2 separate regions of the Mus musculus genome follow, and region 1 is linked to region 2. The links are chromatin contacts, called in public HiChIP or PLAC-seq maps. All regions are on one chromosome and are shown on one strand. Each heading gives the region's core, a stretch centred on a gene start, on an enhancer-like site or on the middle of the called end of the contact. The rest is flanking DNA. Distances are from core to core; before and after follow the strand shown. Region 1 overlaps Gm30296 (a long non-coding RNA gene). Region 2 overlaps Lgmn (legumain).

Region 1 (7,655 bases), core at 4,874-7,373, 300 kb after region 2:
CATCCACCTGTTAGCTATATGGCTCAACCACTATGTTTAGGTTGGTGTAGGGAGGCAGTCTGCATGCACCCAAGAGCCGAGTCTCTTCCCTTTCCTGGGAATCTTGTCACATACACTGTCGGCTTGGGGACCTAGAGGTGAAGCACAGTAACAGTTGGACACTGAGCCTGTGAGAGACTCTGGATTCAACCACAATCCTACAACTCCCCTAACAACCATGCTCAGCCACTTAGTGCTTAGTGGCCATTGCCAGCTTGAAGGGATGCAGAGCCATCAGGCTGAGAGGAAGGTCTACGTAGGGTTATGTTGATTTAGGTTCAGTGAGGTGAGAAGACGACACACCCCAATTGTGGGTGGTGCCATTTCATGAGCTGCATGAAAAAGAAAGAAAAGAAATCTCCATAGGCTGAATATGAAAAGCAAGACAAGAAGCAGAGAGGGGGTGGCACACCCTTTAATCCCCAGCACTCAGGCAGAGGCAGGTGGAGCTCTGTGATTTTTGAGGCCAGCCTGGTCTACAGAGAGTTCCAGGGCAGTCCATTCCTGTCTTGAAAAACCAGAAGAAGAAAAAAAAAAAGGAAGGAAGGATGGACGGAAGGAAGGAAGGAAGGAAGGAAGGAAGGAAGGAAGGAAAGAGAGAAGAGAAATTTCCATAAGCTGAATAAAAAAGAAAGAAAAGGAAGAAATGTCCACTGGTCAAATCAAATTGAAAAAAAAAAAAAAGGAAATTCAAGATAAGCATCCACTATCTATGTCCCCTTCTGCTTCCTGGCTGCAGGTGTGTGACAGTGTGACATCCACTATCTATGTCCCCCTCTGCTTCCTGGCTGCAGGTGTGTGACATGGCCAGACGCCTCAAGCTCCTTCTGCTAGGACTCTCTTGCATGACTGACAGAACGTGAGCTCCAATAAACCCTTTGTCTCTTGAGGGAGCAAAGGACAGCCAGCACAAACTCCCCTGCAGTCTACAGCTTTCCTAAGGCCTTCAAGTTAAGAAGGGTTTTACATACTTAAATGGTTGGGGGTGGAAATCAAAAGTGTAACCATCCTCCCTAGTAGGAAGACCCTGAGAGGGACCCCAGGCACTCTATACCAAGCCTTGTTCAGTCAGCTCTTGCTTTAGGTTCTCTTTCATGCCGATTTTCAGCCACAAGGGAAGAGGCCTGGAGGGCTGGCAGGGCCTAGAACCCCTGGCCATCGCAGCTTCTACAGAACAGACCGGCCAACCCTGCTCAAAATGGTTTCACTCTTCATTCCCGACTTTTCTCTCTTACACTTCAGGGAGACGCCAAACACTACTAAATGTAAACACACACCAAGTTAGATGTATAGAGTCCATCAGGGGCCAGCAAGATGACTCAGAGGGTAGGGATGCTTGCTACCTGACGACCTCACGACAACCTCAGTCGGACCCCTGGGGCCCACACAGTGCGAAGAGAGAACCAACCCTCTAGTTGTTCTCTGACCTCCACACACATATTGTGGTACACATACATCTGTCTCTGCAGTTAATTAATAAATTGATGGATTAGTCAATTAAAACATCATCATCATCATAGTTAGTAGCCAACTAGTTGCATGTCCAAGATTTTTGGTGCGTGAAATTGGTTCCAGCAAGGCAAATGTTCTAAGTGTCTGGATACGTAAAACTAGGACAGCATTTACAACAGAAGGAGGCCTTAGGGCTTACCTTTGTCATAGACACAGCACCTGCCAGTCTGTTCCCCCCCCCCCGCCCCCCCCAGGCGCCCCCCCCGCCCCCCCCCCCGAGGCTGGGCCCCATCAGAGACAGCCAAGCAGCTGGCTTAAAAAACAAAACAAAACAAAACAAAACAAAACAAAACAAAACAAAACAGGGGGCTGGTGAGATGGCTCAGTGGGTAAAAGCACTGACTGCTCTTCCAAAGGTCCTGAGTTCAAATCCCAGCAACCACATGGTGGCTCACAACCATCCGTAATGAGATCTGACACCCTCTTCTGGAATGTCTGAAATAGCTACAGTGTCCTTACATATAATAATAAATAAATCTTTTAAAAAAGAACAATCTTTAAAACAACAACAATGTCAAACTAAAGAAGGAAGGATACGTAACCCCCCAAGTTATGGGCATGCCTTTGCAGGGTCTACGGAGTGCTCATTTAGCACTGTGGAGGCCAGTTCACACTCTGAAGAGGCAAAGAAGGAAGATACCATCTTTAGAAGCTAATGGTCCAGGGTTGGGCGTTAGGGGTATCAGGCGGACGAGCACTGGGCCCCATGGATCCCTGAGACTGGGGAGGTGGAAGACATTTGAGCATTAAGAACAGTCACACCGTTAGTAAGGGCTAACAGTGAGGCGCTGTGGCCAAGTTACCCTTGAAGGCAGGCCTGTGTGTATGTGTGTCTCAACTTCCTATCTCAACTGCTCGTGTTTGCAGGTGCTGGTAACAAAGAGGACCTTATGAAACCTTAGTCTCAGTTTAGAGGAAAGCTGGAAGAGAAGGAAAGAACAGCAAGGTGGGCCTTAGGAGAGAGCTTTGTGTAGATTCAGGCTTCCACCTCGGCTAGAAGGAAAGGAAGATTCTAGAAACTTCTCAGAGAGAAAGAGAGAGAGAGTGTGTGTGTTTTTCATGCTTTTGCACCCATGTGTGTGGGTGCTGGAGAGCAACTCAAAGGGCCTCAGGGGTGCTACGCACACATTTTTACCACTGATCTGTGTAGACAGCACTTGTTTGAATGTTGATGGAGACAACACATTCATTTAAGGATTTTTGCAAATGTGGAGAAAGTGACATTTACCCAATGTGATCCCAGTTAGCAGAGTTCCTTCTGTGGCTTTTCTATTAAGTGGACAATGTGTCTTTAATCTTATATCCTGCTTTCCCCCTTCTTGTCAATATCCCTTACACGACGCCTATGGTACGACCACCTTAATAATCATTAGCTCTAATGGGTGCCTAGTACTTAGCCTGCTCAGTTAACTGGGCCACCGTCTTACTTCTCTCGTCCCGGCATGCTGTGCACCTGACTAATTCCTGTTATTCTGATGTGCTGGAATTGGGTGAACTAAGCAGCCGTTCGAAGCACAGCACAGCTCTGTGTGTGCTGTGCGGTTATTCTGGACAGTGTGGGTTGGGAGCCTTGGCCTGTATAGGTTACCTATGACTCCATTCTTGAACATGGCTCCTCCTGCATGGATTACAGGGTCAAATTCTAAGTCACCCAAGTCACAGGTATTTCCCAAAGGTTCAAAGTGACATTGACTCCCTGGGTGGCCAAGCCTACTCAGCAAGAACCATTACTGTTTTAGTTGCCCAGGGGTACTAACCCCACCCTCTGTGGCAGATACTCCGGTCCCTTTAAAGACACCAGCTATTCTAGGTCTCTGGTCATATTTATATGCAGCCCAGACGGTTATATCTGCACTCTGATAAGCAAGGAATAATTTTTGAGCTTGAGTATATCCCAAATGAGAGTTATTCACACTGAAAACATCACTGCGGATAGGAAATTCAGACGTTCTGGTTCTCATGTATCATTTCTGGCAATCCTGGTCTCGAAGAGCCCCATCCGACCTCTGAAGCCCCTTAGTGTGAGTGTGACCTTCATCTGCCACCTGGAATCTGTCCCCATCCCTCCTTTGGGAGTAAGATGGTCAAGTCTACTGGGCCCCAGGGAACAGTCCGAGATGCCATATAAGGAACACTGGGCATGGCTTAGAGGAACTGGCCTGTTTGTTTTACTGGGTAAAGATATTGCCTGCTTACATTAGTGAGTAAAGTTTTGTTTTCTTTTGGGAGAGACAGAAATATCCAGGCAGGCCTGGCCCCAGGACAGTTGGGGAAATAAGTCATAGAATTGTCTTCCATGCTGACCCTAGGAAAGCCACTCAAGGACCTGGAAGGGCCAGTCAGAAGAGAAGGCCTCTTAGCCTTAAGAAGCATGCAGGTCGCACTGCTCAGGAATGTCCAAGACCATCTGTCCCACATCTTGGTGACAGAAAGAACTTTAAAGAATTTACTAGCTGGGCAGTGGTGGTGCACACCTTTAATCCCAGCACTTGAGAGGTAGAGGCAGGCAGATTTCTGAATTCATGGCCAGCCTGGTCTACAGAGTGAGGTCCAGGACAGCCAGGGCTACACAGAGAAACCCTGTCTCAAAAAACAAAAACAAAACAAAACAAAACAAAACAACTTTACTAAAGCCTCTAGGCTACTTTCCTGACTTGACACCCCAGCTTTTGCCTCTACCAGGACAGCCCATTCTGAGACTATTTCCTTAGCTTCTAAAAAGTTCTTTCTCCCGCTGTGCCCCACCCCTGGTTGGTTCCTTCAGGGTTGCATCAAATCTTTATACTTCTAACTGGAGGCTGAGGGCACAGTGAGGAGTGTGGAAGCCACAGTGTGGCCAATGGCCTGGAATCTAACCAATCAGGGGCCATGACCCCCATGCTCTTGCTCTGTGCACCCTACCTATGATACCCACCTCCAGCCTTCTCTCTCTCTCTCTTTTTTTTTTTTTTCCGAGACAGGGTTTCTCTGTGTAGCCCTGGCTGTCCTGGAACTCACTTTGTAGACCAGGCTGGCCTCGAACTCAGAAATCTGCCTGCCTCTGCCTCCCGAGTGCTGGGACTAAAGGCGTGTGCCACCACGCCCGGCTCAGCCTTCTCTCTTAAGGTCAGAATAAGACAGTCCTACCTCAATGCTGCCCTCAAGCTCACTCCCAGCTATCCTGAATATGCTGGGAGCACACCTGGGCACATCTGGTTGACTCAGGGCAGACTCTCCCTGGTTGTCTCCTATTGGGATAGATTTGCAGTATTGGTGGCCTGAAGTCAAAGCTCATCTTTGAGTGGCTCTCATGCTTCACCAGTAAAGCTGAGGATAATTGACTGCTCAGATTCACACAACATCATGGAGGCAGAGTTAATAATGTCCAATGCAGGCCTTGTAAGAATACCATCCCACTCACAGCATAACTGAAGGGTGCATCCAAATCTCAGTTTCTGCCTATGGACGGCGAATGCCTCAGGCATTGTGCCTGAGTATGTAAACCAGAGTCTTGGTTCTCTCACCTGTAAATGGAACATGGTAATTCTAGACTGCAGGGGTTTCCTGAGGATACAGTGGGACCACTCACTGGAATGTAGGCATTGGTGCAAATGCCAGGAACTATAACCAAACCAAAATATGATGTGAGGTCAGTCAGCCTTCGGGAAAACCTCAACACTATAGACAAAGTTAACGGGTGGGTTTTATTTTTGAGACAGGGTCTCACGTATCCCAGACTGACTTAAAATTCCCTATGCATCAGAGTATAAGCCTAAACTTCCGACTTTCCTGCCTCCACCTCCTGTATTCTACAATTATAGGTGTGCTTCTCTGCACCCAGTTTACCTAATCCCAGAAAGAAAACCCAGGGCCTGGAGAATGGCAGACAAGTGCTCTACTCACTAAGCTATATTTCCCAGCTTCTCCCCACCACGGGGTGAATTTTAAAAAGGACTGAATGTGGGTCACCTGACTGCCAAATCCCCCGTCTGCTAGAGTTGCGCCTGAACCCTTTCTACACAGAGTTCTTAGGGAGTTAACCTAACCGAGGCAATCTCTCCTTCATCTGGTGCCTGCTGTCCCCTGCATTGTTCCAGACATTGGGGTGCACCTCCTGCAGCTCATGCTGGAGGTAGAGAAACAGGCAAGAAACAAATTAAAAGTATCAGGTACAGGGGAATAGTGGGTGGAAAGGGGTGGGATGGGAGGCCTGGGGGAGGGGGAATAGAGTGCAAAGACCATACTGTTTCTTGCCCAGTGCAACAGCGCTACCTAGTGGACATCTTGGAAATTTGCATAGGCTAGCTATTAATTACAGAGTATGCCTGGTGTTGACTGATGCCAGCACCAAAGATCCTGCCGTGCACAAGAGAGTTAATGTTATAAGGAATGAAACCGCTCTGCTTTTGACACTCTAGAACGTCTCAGAAGGCCAGTTTTGTCGCTAAGAAGTTTGCTTACATTGGGAGAAGCCACCTCAGTTTTATCATTGTATATGAAGAATTTTATACTCGCTGAGAGAATTGAAGAGTCACGCACCCGGAGGGAAAGGCGGGTCGTTGCTCCAAAAGAATTGTTTGCTGTTGTTAGGAAGAGGGAGGGATACTTAACTCCCAAGTTACAGGCACGCCTTTCCAGGGCTCACAGAGTTCTGATTTGCATGGTGGAGTCCAGTTCACACTCTGGAAAGGCAAAGAAGAAAGATGCCATCTTTACTCTCAAGAAGCTAATGGCCGGGAGCTGGGGTAGTAGGTAAATGAGCACTGAGCCCCATGGGACCCTGAGGTATCTTGGGGCTTGAGGCATTAAGAACAGCTATAGTGGTGGCACACGTCTTTAATCCCAGCACTTGTGAGGCAGAGGTAGGTGGATTTCTGAGTTCTGAGTTCGAGGCCAGCCTGGTCTACAGAGTGAGTTCCAGGACAGCCAGGGCTACACAGAGAAACCCTGTCTTGAAAAACCAAAAATCAAAACAAAACAACAAACAAACAAAGAAAAACCTTACAGCTATATATAGCTTATAGCTATAAGCTATAACCTCTGTATGGAATTTGAGCCAGTAGCTATCAGCCCACCTGTGTCCCTGTGACTAGGTACCCATGCAGACAGCTGGCAGGATGACTATATATAGAAATAGAGATTCAATCAAAGTGGATTCTCCCTCATAATTTTGGTTTTTGAAAACTGTGGGCATGGGTAGCTTTTCTTATCTGTGAATGTTTGGGGTTTTTTTTTGTTGTTGTTGTGGTTGTTGGTTGATTTTTCAAGACAGGGTTTCTCTGTGTAGCCCTGGCTGTCCTGGAACTCACTCTGTAGAGCAGGCTGGCCTCAAACTCAGAAATCCGCCTGCCTCTGCCTCCCAAGTGCTGGGATTAAAGTCGTGCACCACCATGCCCGACTTGTGAATGTATTTCACACTCATGAAGTTGAGGGGCTTTTGCGGAGTGTTTTGAGGAAGCAATGTTCAGTGGCTGACAGGAAAGCTCAAAACCAGGGGCAGAGGATCACAAGCTAAAGGAAGCAGGGAGCTGAGGGCATGTCAGAGAAGGGTTCTCTGGACAGCAAGCGTGAGTGCAAAGATACAGGAGGAGAAGGGTATGGGAGATGGACCCGTGGGCAAGCTGCTTGCACCCCAAACAGAGGGACCCGAATTCTGATCCCCAGGATCCATGGAAAAGCTGGTGTAGTTCCAGCACTGGGACGGGGAGATAGGTGAATCCCATGGGCTTTCTGGCCAGCCACTCTGGCTGGTCAGTGAGTTCCAGGGTCATTGAAAAACACGGCTTAAAAAATAAATAAGGTGGAAATGGCGACTGGAGTTGACTTCCTGGATCCCACACACTGGAAAGAAAGAACCAACTTCCTCAAATTCCCTAACCGCCCCGTCAGCACACTCACACACACAAGAAAATAGAGTTTAATTAAAAAAAAAAAAAAAAGCCGGACGTGGTGGCGCACACCTTTAGTCCCAGCACTTGGGAGGCAGAGGCAGGCGGATTTCTGAGTTTGAGGCCAGCCTGGTCTACAAAGTGAGTTCCAGGACAGCCAGGGCTACACAGAGAAACCCTGTCTCGCAAAACCAAAAAAAAAAAAAAAAAAAAAAAAAAACCAGGATATGAAGTATG
Region 2 (7,519 bases), core at 1,189-3,688:
GAGGCACACAGCAATGGTGGTGCCCTGTGTGTGAGAATGGGGACAGAGTAAGCAGGAGTTCCCAGGGTTGGGTTGCCCCGCCCCGATTAATATATAGGAGCCAACTCAACTTTTCTATCAGAAAACTGTTATTAGTCCAGCATGGTGGTACACACCTTTAATCCCAGCCCTGGGAAGCAGAGGCAAGTGGATCTATGAGTTTGAGACTAGCCTGGTCTACAGTGAGTTCCAGGACAGCCAGAGCTATGTAAAGAGACCCTGTATCTACCAACATGCGTACATACACACACCAAAAATATCTGTGTATTACACAGTCTCACTATGTAACTCCAACTAGCCTGGAAATCACTATGTAGACTAGGCTAGCCTCAAACTCATAGAGATCCACCTGCCTCTGCCTCTCGAGCAATGGGATTAAAGGAGTGCATTAGCACACCGGCCTCCATCAAATTTCAGTTGCCTGGTTCAGTCAACATGAAGAAAACGAGGCTTTGTAAACTTGTCCTATCACGGCTCATGCTCTCCCCACCATGCCCATCCCAGTCTCTCTGAACCATGTGACACTTGCGTAATCTGCTGGGAGCTTCTCTGAGTCAGACCGAGAGAGTCCTCCCCTCTCCAGGAACTGATGCTAACCTAAGCATGTGATGCCAAGGCCCCCACTGACTCCCAGGAAAAGGCTCACACCTGAGAGACTGGCAAATAAATAGCTAGCACACATGATCTCTCTCTCTCTCTCCTCTACAGAATTTTTGTCTGGATGTGACACCTGTGAAGGGCCCAGAGTAATTCCTGGCATCTGTCTGCGGCCCCCATGGAACTGCAAGCCCTTAAGCCTTACATTCTTTTTCAGTTGTCCTAAAACCTCGCGGTCTGCATGGGCCCCATAAAGGTTGAGATAGGACTGGGTCCAGTGTGGCCTTGGTAGAGACAGAATAACATGGTTCCTGCTATTGGAATAGCTTGGACCTCCACGAGAGAGGGCTTGTTTGTATAATATTTGTTATTTTCACGGTCCTCGGAGGAATGTCCTCCCGGTTAACATTAATGACTCCATGCTAATCAGAGACATCATGAGTCTGGGAGGCAAAGGTGTGGCTAATGTCTCAGCCAAATGGTAACCGCTGGGACCTTCAGGACAGCGCTTAAGGCTGTGGAAAAGGAACATTAAGTTCCAAAATATATAACTTCTGAACTATGCAAAAACGTAAGGATGCAATATGAACTGTATAAGGAGCTTCACAGATCTAAAGGAGCAGAGGCAATTACACTATGAGCCAGCTTGCCAGAAAGATACAAAGACAGGCAGATACAAGGGCATGGAGATTCCAGAGTTCAACGTCAGCCTGGGTCAGAACAAATTTAGGTCCAAGCATGGTTAAAATGGTGATTCCCGGGCAGGGTCCCACCCAGCATCTTACTGTCTGTGCTTATGTTTGCTGTCTCTTCTTAAGAATCAAGAGGCTAGCAGGGCAGTGGTGGCGCACCCCTTTAATCCCAGCACTTGGGAGGCAGAGGCAGGTGGATTTCTGAGTTCAAGGCCAGCCTGGTCTACAGAGTGAGTTCCAGGACAGCCAGTGTGACACAGAGAAATCCTGTCTCAAAACAAACAAACAAACAATAAAAGAGCAAGAGGCTAGAGTCATAGAATGCTTATTCATGAGAGGGTCAAGAGGGAACCTGGAATAACTGAATTGATATGTAAATAAAATGTGGGCTTTGGTCTGCATGAGATGAGCCGGCAGAAACTGATGGGGGGGGGGGGGTTGGTTTTGGTTTTGGTTTTTTTGCCAGAGCTGAGCTATCTGAAGATCTCTGGAGAGCAAACACAGCTCTCTTCAAGAATTTTTTTTTTTTCTAACAGGATTGCTGATTTTAGTCAAGAAAATCCATGAAGAGCAAACTCAGCTCTTTTAGAATTTTTTCTGACAGGATTTCTGAAATCCCAAGAATTACTAGAGAGCTGACACAGCTCTTGTAGAATGCTGTCTAGCACCTATCCAAAGAAGGCTTTCTGAAGAGCAACCCCAGCTCTTTATGATTTTTTTTTCTGGCTTTCTGACTTTGATTAGAAAGAATTACTTTTAGAATTTTTCTAACAGGATTTTTGACTTGATCAGAAGACCTATCAGCTATCCAGAGAGCTTTTAGAATTTTTACTAGCAGAGAGAAAGCTGTCTCAAGCAGAAACTTAGCTGTCTCAACCAGAGTTTTTTAGAATAGAAGAAAAAGCTATCTAGAGCAGATCTCTCTCTCTCTCTCTCTCTCTCTCACACACACACACACACAGAGAGAGAGAGAGAGAGACACACACACAGAGGGAGGGGGGTCTGAAAAGCTGTCTTGAGCAGACTACAAAGCCAAGAACTGTCTACAGAGAGCTATCTAGGCAGCCATCTGGAGCAGAACATAGGCCGCCAGCTTGGACACAGGATTTGACTTGAGTCTTTTGTTTTTGCCACTCTCAGACACCCAGACCAAGCTGAGGCTGGCCCCTGGCATTGAGCCTGTACCACCGTCCTGCTATTCACCACATCCTGGGCTGCAGAACTAACCCTCAGCATACAAACTCCTTTATTATCCCCTGCCCATGGATTTATGCTTCAAAGGAGACTGCTCGCACCCTTTCAAGGTCATTGTGTCATCTCCCTAGACTGACCAAGATCCTATCCATTAGAAGCGCCAGCCACCACCAACCCCCTCACAGTGAATAAAGTTGCTTTTAGTTTATTTCTGACTTTGGTGGTCCTTCCCTCGTTATTTGCATGCCCCGTGACCCTAAAAACCTGGAGCTGTGGTAATAACCATTTCGTAACAACCAGTACTTGTCTGGAGACAGGACCTCAAAACTGAAAACATGGGTTTGAGTCAAATGGCCTGAGTTTAACTGGCCATCCTAGGACTCTCCACACTTGCTATTTAAAACACTGAGGAGATGCCGGGCCTGGTGGCGCTCGCACAGCTTTAGTCTCAGCAGAGGCGGGAGGATATCTTGGGTTTGAGGCCTGCCAAATCTATCAGTCCTAAAGAACCTCATGCCCCTATAAATACATCCAGTTAAAACCTGCACAGGATCAAGGGAGAGTCCGTGAATGATTTAACCTCCAGGTAATGTTTAGCCACTGTATTTTCCTACGTTGGTTGTATAAAAACCAAGTGGCTGATGAGCCAGCATACTTGCTGCCTGTGGTCTCGGGGCTTAACTTATCTTTTCACTCAAAGGAAAAGCAATCAGTTATGATAACAGCTCTTAATCGGGCTAAATTTCCTTTCTGGACCAGCACACAGAGGCCACTCAAGATGAGTCAGAACTTCACCAAAGCCAACCCTTGATGATATGGAAGCCAAGCACCCCGACACTCACAGGGACACAGCTCCATTTGTGCCAACCTCCCAACAGCTGGTCACTGGCTGTTCAGCAGCCAAACAACATGCATCGTGGATAATCTAAACTGACACACCCTGGGATCATGTACATACTAAAAAGGATATAGGGGCCAGCAAGGTGGCTCTACTGATAAAGGTACTTGCTGCCAAGTCTGACAACCTGAGATTGACCCCTGAGACCCACATGGCAGATTGAGAGAATCAACACCTGCCAAGTTTATCATCTGACCTCAACACACGTGTCGTAATAGGCTTGTACCCACACACATACACACATTCATGCATACATAAATAAATGTAATGAAACTTTTTGTTAAAGGATACAGGCTATCTCAGTGGTAATTTCGATATTAATTACATGATGAATTGATATTCATTTGGACTTCTGGTTTAAACAAGATGTCAAAATTAATTTCCTAAATATTTTTCTGTGTTTATACATTTGTGATTAGGTATGTGTTTATACTGTAGATAAGTGTGTATGTGTGCTTACATTGTGTATAGGGATGTGTATGTGTTTATGTTGTGTGTAAGTGTGTGTTTATATTGTATATAAGGGTGTGTGTGTTTATTTTGTGTATAAGGGTGTGTATTATTGTTTGTAAATGTGTGTGTGTTTATATTGTGTATAGGTGCATGTATGTGTTTATATTGTGTATAGGTGTGTGTGTGTGTGTGTGTGTGTGAATGTGGAGGCAAAAGAACAATCTGGGGTGTCTGCTCCTTGGGTGCTGTGGAGGTTTACATGAGAATGGCCCCCATCCGTCTCGTATATTTGCAAGCCTGGTTCCCAGTTGGTGACCTAATTGGACAGATTAGGGGATATGGCCTACTTGGAATATGTGTGTCACTAGGGGTGGGCTTCCAGGTTTCAAAAGCCCACACCAGGCCCAGCAACTCTCTACCTGCTGCATCCAGACCACGCTGCCTGACACAATAAAGAACTAACCCTCTGAAATTATACCCAGAAAATATACATAAGAAGTCCCCAATTAAATGCTTTCTTTTATAAGAGTTGCTTTGATCGTGTCTCTTCACAGCAACAGAACAGTGGCTAAGACAGGTGCTAGCCACTTTATTCTTGTTTGTGTATATGTATGTCTGCATGTGTGCATGCAGTTTCCCAAGTCCCGAGTGGGCATCAGGTCCCCTGGAGCTGGAGTTAGAGGAGGCTATGAGCTGCTTGATATGGAAGCTGAGACCCAAACCCAGGTCCTCCAAAAGAATAGCAAGTGCTGTTAACCACTGGCCTCCCTCCTTCTCCAGCCTGGCCCCCAATACTCCACCTTCGAGATGGTCTCTTACTGGCCTGGAGCTTATCAGGTAGACTAGGCTGGCTGGCCAGGGAGTCCAGGGAGCCAGCTATTTCCACCTCCATATACAGAACTGGGATTCCAGCAGACAGCATTGTTCCTTGGTGTTTTCCTAGGAGTTGACCTCAGGTCCTCGTGCGCAGCGGGCATTTAACTGAACAGACTCTCTCTCCGTGGCCCCTCCTACATATTTTAAGCTTTTTCAAATGTGGCTGCTAGAAACGTTTCCATGACTCACGCTGCTCTTACTGGATTAGGTGGCTCTCAAGCCAGCTGGCTGGGTCTGGATCCTACCCCACCCCCTCCTTGTGCTGCTTACAGCTCCACCACACTGGGCAAACTGCTGGCCTCCCCAGACCTCCATCCAAGTGCTGGTAGATAAAGAGAGGTAAGAACAGGTCCAGCTCCACACTGCCCAGTGGTAAGGAGTAAAGGCTCTCAATGCTCTAAGGAGAGCCTGCAATATGATCCTGTGATAATCTAGGTACCTGGCATGAAAAATCAACCTTTTAGCTAGCTCTGTTCCATAGACCAGGCTGGCATCAAACTCAGAGATCTGCCTGACTCTGCCTCCAAGTGCTGGGACTAAAAGTGTGTGCCACCATGCACGGCTAAATCAACTTTTTAAATGACAGTGTTACCATTCACATGGATGTCAGCCTTTTAAATACAGTGCTCCGCAAAACCACGACCACTTTCTAATTCTAGAACATTCTCACTACCCACAACAGGATCTAATTCCACGAGCAGTCAACTCCTCTGACTCTCCTCTGCCCAGCCCCCACTTCCCTGTAGACTTTCCTAATCTGAAGTGCCATTTAGTGGATTATTAACTGTTTGGTCTTTGTGACTGGCTTCTTTTACTTAGCACGTGCTTACGGTTTGTCCATAATGAAGCACACGTAATTGCTCCATCCTTTCCGTGGCCAAATCATGCTCCTGAGGCTGATACCGGCAGGAGATTTTACAGAGGCATGTTTTCATTCCTTTTGGGGGCCACACCTTGGGGTGGGATCTTTGGATTGCAAGATTTGCTGTTCCAACTTCCACAGGACTGATGCTTCCCCAAGGCTACCCCCTTCCTCCCAGCAGGAGGCTGGACTGTCAACTATGCCCTTCTCTCTCACTTCCACAAGCTGATTTGCAGGAAACACCAGGAGGGAGGAGGTGGTGTAAAGGGACAGAGGCATGGAGGACAGAGGGGCCAGGAGTCCGTTCCCCAGAGCTTCCACACTGCTCGCCTCTTGTCAATGGTCTCAGTTAAATCACCTCCTCTCTCTAGACCTGCGTGTCCTTTCTATAACATGAAGGGAAGGTGTTAACACAAGAGCTCTCACCTGGTAATCTTGAGCCCCCAAGATATGCGGTGATATCTAAATGCATTTTGATTTTTGAGTTGTGACAGGCAGGCAAGTGATACAGTGCAGACCCAAAAAGGGATTAATGCCTGGTTCTAAAGGCCGCCACTGGGGAAAGGTGAGGAAATCCCACTTGAGACTAAAGCAAAACTGTCTTCCAAAATGGAATGGCCATTTTGTAGGCACAAAGCCAGTGACAAGAACGCATGGGTTTCTTACCTGGTGTCGGTAATTATACCAGCCATTGGAGCCCGCCACAATCACCACCCAGTGCTTGCCTCCATCCTCGGGATCGTCCACACCGACGGGAACGGCACCAGCACCCAGCACCAGGCTGAGAAGCACAGCCACTCTCCAGGTCATTCTGCACCCCGTGTCCGCTACAGAAGACTGAAAGGAAAGACAGAGTCAATTTAAAAAGGGTCGAGAACATCACCTGGTCTCAAGAGGATTGGCCAATCAGCCCAGAGGAATGTGCTGAGGATAACAACTGAGATAAAAAGACAAAAAAAAAAAAAAAAAAAAAAAGCCTCTAAGACCTTTGGTCACTGCTGGGGGTGGGCAGTCCTGTCCCTACCTCCTAACCCTACCTAACTGCCAACCAAAAGTCAGAAAACACTTAGAACTTTTCAACTCAGAATGCAGATAGCATCCCACCAATCCCTGAACTATTTGTGCAAGAACACACATTCCTAGTTGTTTGTGGGAAAATGTACAAAGCAGACATATAAATAAAACAGGAGTTTTTTTGTTGGGTAATGGATAGATCAGAACAATCTCCTAAACTGCCCCTTTTTATTATAATAAATACTTATTACTGTAAAATGTATTTACATTTCTTTTATATTTTTAAAAACATATTTATTTATGTATGAGTGCTCTGTCTACATGTATGCCTGCATGCAAAAGAGGGCATCAGATACTGTTTTAGATGGTTGTGAGCCACCATGTGGTTGCTGAGAATTGAACTCAGAACCTCTAGAAGAGCAGCCAGAGCTCTTATCCACTGAGCCATCTTCCTAGCCTGTACTTACATTTTTAAAGTTATTCATAGCAGGTGGGGTATGTACTGCCACACAGGGGGCAACTTTAGGGAGTTGGTTCTCTCCTTCCACTTTACACTCAAGTTGGCTGACTTAGCAGTAAGTATCTTCATCCACTGAGCTATCTCACCAGTTCCAATTACTTATAGTATAAGTGTAAATATTCACTTAACAAGAACTTAAAATATTAACAAGAGTGTAAACTCAAGTTCCCCAGAAGGGGCACAGGGAGAGGAGGGAGGGAAAGGGGGGAGGGGGAAGAGTTAAAGATTCTACAAGGCCGAAGGAAGATTGGGCTTCTGGCTTCGAGATTATGGAGTTAAAATGTTGCAGACTACAGTCAAATACCTGAGATATTTTTAGCCCTTTGAAAGCCATTCATTGTTCTTCCCTGTGTCTAATCTAACATCCTGTGACT

The links. HiChIP or PLAC-seq counts read pairs in DNA pulled down with a chosen protein or histone mark.
Region 1: a contact with region 2 is called in an H3K27ac HiChIP or PLAC-seq map of microglia, with 5 times the contacts expected there. The contact joins two enhancer-like sites. A contact is called at or near these places in 5 of 115 datasets of contacts at active chromatin or transcription factors (bone marrow-derived macrophages, embryonic stem cells, extraembryonic endoderm stem cells and 2 more) and 1 of 9 other capture datasets (liver).

The regions. Positions count from the first base shown.
Region 1 is chr12:102,713,983-102,721,637 of GRCm38.p6, forward strand. All of the region lies in intron 1 of Gm30296 (a long non-coding RNA gene), which reads left to right. Among named protein-coding and RNA genes, the nearest start is that of Gm30296, 7.0 kb to the left of the region's middle. Within about 2 kb of position 6,124, at least 22 of the 459 cell types and tissues checked have an H3K27ac peak or open chromatin away from gene starts, as enhancers often do. A contact at or near this core is called in microglia, where this site is marked.
Region 2 is chr12:102,417,308-102,424,826 of GRCm38.p6, forward strand. Lgmn (legumain) reads right to left here. Exons shown (of 14, transcript NM_011175.4): 2 at 6,278-6,448. The coding sequence starts at 6,421. Among named protein-coding and RNA genes, the nearest start is that of Lgmn, 19 kb to the right of the region's middle. Within about 2 kb of position 2,439, at least 79 of the 459 cell types and tissues checked have an H3K27ac peak or open chromatin away from gene starts, as enhancers often do. A contact at or near this core is called in microglia, where this site is marked.